Linked DNA regions of Mus musculus: region 1 is linked to region 2. A link is a contact called in public Hi-C data. All regions are on one chromosome and are shown on one strand. The core of a region is the stretch at or near the end of the contact, and the rest is flanking DNA. Distances in the headings are between cores, read along the strand shown.

Evidence for each region. A called contact is a pair of places that touch in the nucleus more often than the background predicts.
Region 1: a Hi-C map of embryonic fibroblasts shows a contact between it and region 2, with 2.2 times the contacts expected there. The contact joins the enhancer-like site here to the promoter of Tab2 in region 2. A contact is called at or near these places in 5 of 39 promoter capture datasets (the 3T3-L1 cell line, 3T3-L1-derived adipocytes, the C10 cell line and 2 more), 9 of 484 Hi-C or Micro-C datasets (the 63-12 cell line, B cells, the G1E-ER4 cell line and 5 more), 10 of 115 datasets of contacts at active chromatin or transcription factors (the 230-238 cell line, CD8 T cells, the HPC-7 cell line and 4 more) and 1 of 9 other capture datasets (adipose tissue).

Annotation. Positions count from the first base shown.
Region 1 is chr10:7,991,555-7,994,254 of GRCm38.p6, forward strand. No RefSeq gene overlaps it. Among named protein-coding and RNA genes, the nearest start is that of Gm30820, 13 kb to the left of the region's middle. Within about 2 kb of position 1,332, at least 17 of the 459 cell types and tissues checked have an H3K27ac peak or open chromatin away from gene starts, as enhancers often do. A contact at or near this core is called in embryonic fibroblasts and hippocampal neurons, where this site is marked.
Region 2 is chr10:7,954,848-7,957,639 of GRCm38.p6, forward strand. It overlaps Tab2 (TGF-beta activated kinase 1/MAP3K7 binding protein 2), which reads right to left and starts at 1,276. Exons shown (of 7, transcript NM_138667.3): 1 at 954-1,276.

The sequences.
Region 1 (2,700 bases), core at 82-2,581, 37 kb after region 2:
TTTTGCACATGGGTTTGACCGTTCCCCTCTTTCATATTTAATGAACACCAGAAGCTGACTGCTATTATCTTTATTTCTGAACTTAACTTGTAAGATGACGTCACCTGAAAGCAGATATCACTTAACATATATTGTTTTAACTGGGGTCATGACCTTGCTTCTGATACTTTGCATGGTAACTCGTGGTAACACTCAGGGATTGGCTTCAGACCAATAGTACGTCAGAGGGAAAGGCATGGGCAGGACTGTAGTTGAGCAGAACGCTCAGCAAAGTAGGAGCTAGTACGCCTTGCATAGGGGCAACCTCCCAGTTGGCCAGAGAAGAGAATTTATGTGGGACCTGTGGTGAATGACTGATGTGGGTCAGTTTCAGATTGTGGAAAACTTGGGATTCCAGGCTAAGGAGTTCCTACCTTATATAGGCATCAGGGAGCTATTGTAGGCTTCTGTGTGCAGCTTGGTGAGTTAGAGTTGAATCTCAGCCTCATGAGTCCAAGTTCAGAGCTTTGCAATACAAACCTTGTTATTCTCTCTCTTTCTCTCTCTCTCTCTCTCTCTCTCTCTCTCTCTCTTTCTTTCTCTCTCTTTTCTTGTTTTCATAAAACTTTACTTTCAGTAATGATGCTGGTTGGAACCGTGCTTGAAAGGGGGTGAGTGGTTGGAGGGAAGATGGAGGGACTGAGGGAGCTTAAAGAAGTGGGAGAGAAAACACAAACACAGACCACAGAAGAGGAAAGTGAGCTATTGGTTATTATTTCCAATCCTGTGGATATGAAACTCTATCCCAATTGTGGGAAGCTGAGAAAGGCCACAGCAAAATAAGAGAGAAGCAGTCGTATTAACAGTGATGCTCAGATGCTGGAGGAGAGTGAAGGTGTAGACTTACGTTATGGAAATATCTTTAACCTCAACCAAATTCCAAAGGCATTGTAAAAGAGCGCGCTGGCGAGGCTGGCTTAGCTATGTAGGGGCTTTGCCATTAGAGACCCACAAAATTGTAAACCTTGGAAACTGCTGTGCTTTAAAAAAAAAAAAAGCTTCTGAACCCTTGTCATTTAAAATGCATTTTTTCCAGCATCACTTCAAATGAGTCAACGCAGTATTTCCCCCACACTGTGCACTTTCAGGCTCCAACTCAGTGTTTGCTTAAATCAGATTTAGATGTGCTACGATTCTAAGCACCAGTATGTCCTAAACTCCCACGTGACTCCAGCTAGCAGGAACGGAAAAAACATTTGATCAAAAGTGACCTAACGTAACCTAGTGGGCTTCCCCACCTTGGCCTGTCTATCTTTTTCCTGCTGTGGCTCACACTTGCTTCTTAGTCACCAGTGCTCTTCTCTGAAGCCAGGCCCCTTATACTTCACAGTCCCTTGCTCCTTGCTGTTTTCTGCCATGTATTGCTTTGTGTCAGGGGATGTGCCTAAGGTGCTAATGTGATACATGTTAAGGTCTCCACAGGGGTCCCGGTGCTCTGTCCTCTGTCTTCATTCTGAGTCAGCCTGGTCTACAAAGTGAGTTCCAGGACAGCCAGGGCTATACAAAGAAACCCTGTCTCAAAACAAACAAACAAACAAACAAACAAACAACCAAAAAACAAAACAACAAACAACAACAACAACAACAAAAAGAATTCCCTTGCTGTGGGTATAGCTCTTTATCAAGGGCTAGGAGGACTTATTCCTTACATTAGGCACAAATAGCCACTGGTTATTTATTGGTCATTTTAAGGTCAAAGCTCTCACTGAGTTCTTGCACCCTGAACCTTGGAAAGTGGGAAAAAGGACATTATTTCACTTTAAGGTAAGAATCATTCCCAGCAACCAACAGGGACACATTTCAGTGGTGCCTCATTGTGAGATCTAGGAGTTTCTGGATCTCCAGGCCTGTCACGGAGGTCATTCTCCAGAACTCTGGCTTCTGAGTTCTAATCCACCTGGCAAGCTGGAGTGCAGGCATCTCTTCAGTGTACCCAGAGACTCACTCTCTGCAGCCTCTGTTGAAGCTGGCAGCAGGCGGGCTGAGAGGATGCCCTGGAAAGGAGAGGCAAGCAACACTGCCAGACTCTCCAGTTTCCAAAGTGGAGAGAAGATCTGCTGCCCCAGAATGACCGCCTACCAGCCATCCTGTAAGAGGGCTCCTCCTGGGAGGCATGCTTGCCTTGGACTGCTTGGGTGACTCTAGTGTGCCAGCTGCTGGTCTACCCCCTCATACCTATTAACAATTTCTTTTAGGGAAACGGAGCTCTTGGGTTGTAGAAACTTAAAAACCCTAATAAGTTACTTTGTATTTGCAGGGCTGGGGAGGGAAGCTGTTTTACAACCACTGGAGAAACTTTGTTGGTGACATTCATCGGGAATATTCTGTCCATCTCTACCTGATGACACCCTAGCAGCCATTTCTGGTTGCTTAACATGGTATGTTCTCTTCGAAGCCTTTGCCAATTTTCCCAACTTACCTCTCTTACACATTGTTTGCACTGGAAATTCCTCCAGGGTGGTGGCTGATCGAGCTTGGCATGCAAATAGTACATACCACCATAACATTTTGTGCAGAGTTGGCTGCCAAATTAAATTGAGGTTTCTGTGTCTGCATAGTAATGGGAATTTGTTAAATTTAGGTAAAAAATGTTTTGATATGGATAACTACTGATTTATTTCTAATGAAAACTATCTGGTTTTCTGTAGTAACCATAAAATG
Region 2 (2,792 bases), core at 26-2,525:
CTGCAATGCTTTTGGGAACCCGAACTTCACGGAGACTCGAATAAAAGCTCCAGGAGGCTGCAAGTCTCCACCACTCTCCTGAAAACCCCTCTTATCAGAAACATTTGAAGAATTCCTCCATAACAATTAAGCTGACTTGAATGGAAACTTAGCATCTCAAATATACTATATATGGAATGAAACTTGGCCAAACACGTAAATACAAACTCACACGCTCCCTGACACTTTCGGCCTACAATTATGAGCCAAGGATTCTACAGCATCAGCAACAGACAGATCCACCTGTCACCTGTCAGCAACACCCAGGGACCCTTGTTAAGTCTTCCTCTTCCAACCACTATCTCGGGGCAAGAAAATCAGAGTAGTCCTGTGGACTCTAAGGGGGCCCCAACCTCTTCACAGCGGGGCGTGCTGCCCATTTGGAAGAAGGCTGCAGACAAGCAAAATCGGAAAGCAAAGCGAGAGAGGTGCTTCCTCTTTACCCTGCACTTAACTTCCCCGGCTCTCCCTTAACTCGCGGGCCCCGAAGTCATCGTTATCCAGACCTGGGTTCCCCCAAAGGCGTCTGGTTCCCTCCCTCCCACTTCCAGATCACAGGCCTGGGGGCGGACCGGGGGCCAAGGCACCCCCACCCCCGGCTCTCTCCGGCGCTGGGCTCCGGGGCAGGCCCGGTCCCCCTCCCCCGACGCCCCGGAGCCCAGGCCAGGCCCCAGGCTCCCCGCCCCCACCCTCCCCGCAGGACTTGGGGGGCCTCCCTGCGCCTCGCCACCGCGGGCAGGACCCGGGCGGAGCGGCGGACGAAGGCGAGGAAGGCGCGGACGCCCCGCTAGGGCTTCGCGCGCCAGGCAGAGCCGGTCCCCGAGCCGCTGCAGGCGCGGGGAGCCGGGCTGGGGGTGGGGGGGGTGGGGGGTGGGGAGGGATCCCGCCGAGGCCCCGCAGCGCCGTCCGCTTACCCTTCGCCGCCGCCGCGGCTTCCCCCTCCTCCTCGTCCGCCGCCGCCGCCTCTCCCACTTGGGCAGCCGTCTCCCCCGTCGTCACCGCGGCCGCCGCCAGCGCCGATTCCACCCGGCAGGGGGGACACCTCAGCCCTCCCTCCCTCCCCGCTCGGCCCCCTCCGCCCGGCCGCCGCCAACTCCCTCCGGCCGCCGCCGCCGCTCGCGGCTGAGGGGGAGGGGAGGGGGTCGGCCTGGGGCGCCCCGCCGCCGGCGCCTGCCGCGGATCAAAGCGATGGCCGGGGCGGCGTCGCCGCGGCCCGCTGCTCGGCTCCGGCTCGCACGGCCGCCCTGCCTCCCTCCGCCCCCACCCCCCTGCCGCTCGCCTGCCCTCCCCCCACCCCCCCAGCTCTCGCTCGCTCGCCCGCTCGCGCCGCGGCTCCGCCAGCCCAGTCCGCATCAAAATACGGCCACACAATATGGCGGCGCGGCGGCCGGCAAACACCGCGAGATCTGAGGCGGCGGCCGTGACGAGGCCTCCCTCCGCCGGGTGGCGGGGATGCTCTGTCCACGCCCCACCTCCGCCAGCCGCCGTCCCCACTCCCGGCTCGCCGTGGCCGGAGGGGACGCGTCCCGGCGCGGGCTGAGGAGGAGCACGCGGGTCCCTCACGCTCGGACGGGGAGGGAGGGAGGGAGAGAGAGAGGAGCCGAGCGGTGCGCGCGCCGCCGAGGGCCTCGCGGCTCCGGAAGCGGGTGGCGGGCTGTGCGAGCAGGGCGAGCCGTGCGAGCCGGCGGCCCAGCTCGGGGAGACGGGCGGGACCCTGCAGGCCCTGACGGGCCGCGGGGCAGGTGGGCCTGAGGCGGAGGCGAGCGCCGGGCCTGCGGGGCTGCGGGGCCGCGAGCCGGACACACCCCCTTGGAGCCGGGCCGCGCCCAGGCCGCGAGCTACCGGGTGACCCGGGAGGGACGGCGGGTCGGATGGAGACCGGGCGGTGCGGGACGCGTCCTGGAAGCCGCGGGACCCGAGCGGAGTTTGGCTCGGCCGCTGGACTTTCCTTGATCAGCAGTGGGGGCCCGCAGAGAGAACGATCTAAAGAATCAAGCGAGTCGTTGCGATTGTAACTGCACGTTCCTAGAAGACCTAGAAGCAGAGCCAAAGACACTTTAGCTTCGAGGGGAGACGCGGGGGAGGGGACACTTCTGGTTTCTATCTTCTTAAAGATGTGCTTCGTTTTCCCTCGGGGTGGGGTGGGGTTGGGTGGTGGTGGTCAACGTTCAGATGTTTCTCACAATGTAAAATATTTTAAAATCTTGGCGGTTTCATATGGCAAAAAAAAAAAAGGCTTTTTTTTTCTTCTTCTTGACCCTGTCCAAAGTGTGCATATCGCTGCCAGTTTCTTCCTTGAAGAAATTCATACTACCGAAAAAAATCCGGAAGGACTATTTTTATTATTCTGTTATCAGTATAAGCTCCATAGGTGCTTATTGCTTATTGTTTTTAAAGCCCCTTTTTTAAACACTTAAAACCCTTTCACTTCCTTTTTACACTCAGTTTTACAAAGTACCTGAAATATTGGGGTTTAGCTCTACTTAAAAACTTTTAGCCCGCCAGAAGTCAGAGTGCTAATGATTTACAACATTGGAACTTTTAAATTTTTCTCTCGGTTGACATTAAGAAAGTAAAAGTATATACTTTGAAAAAGTGTTTTTTCTGTGTTCGAAGTAAAAGTAAATTATAATTCACATAGTAGATGCTGTTTTCATTAATTCACAGTAACAGACGCCATTGAGCCCTAATACTACAGTTCTCTGAGGAATTATTTCCATAGTCAGTGTAATGATTTTAGATAAATTGAAGAA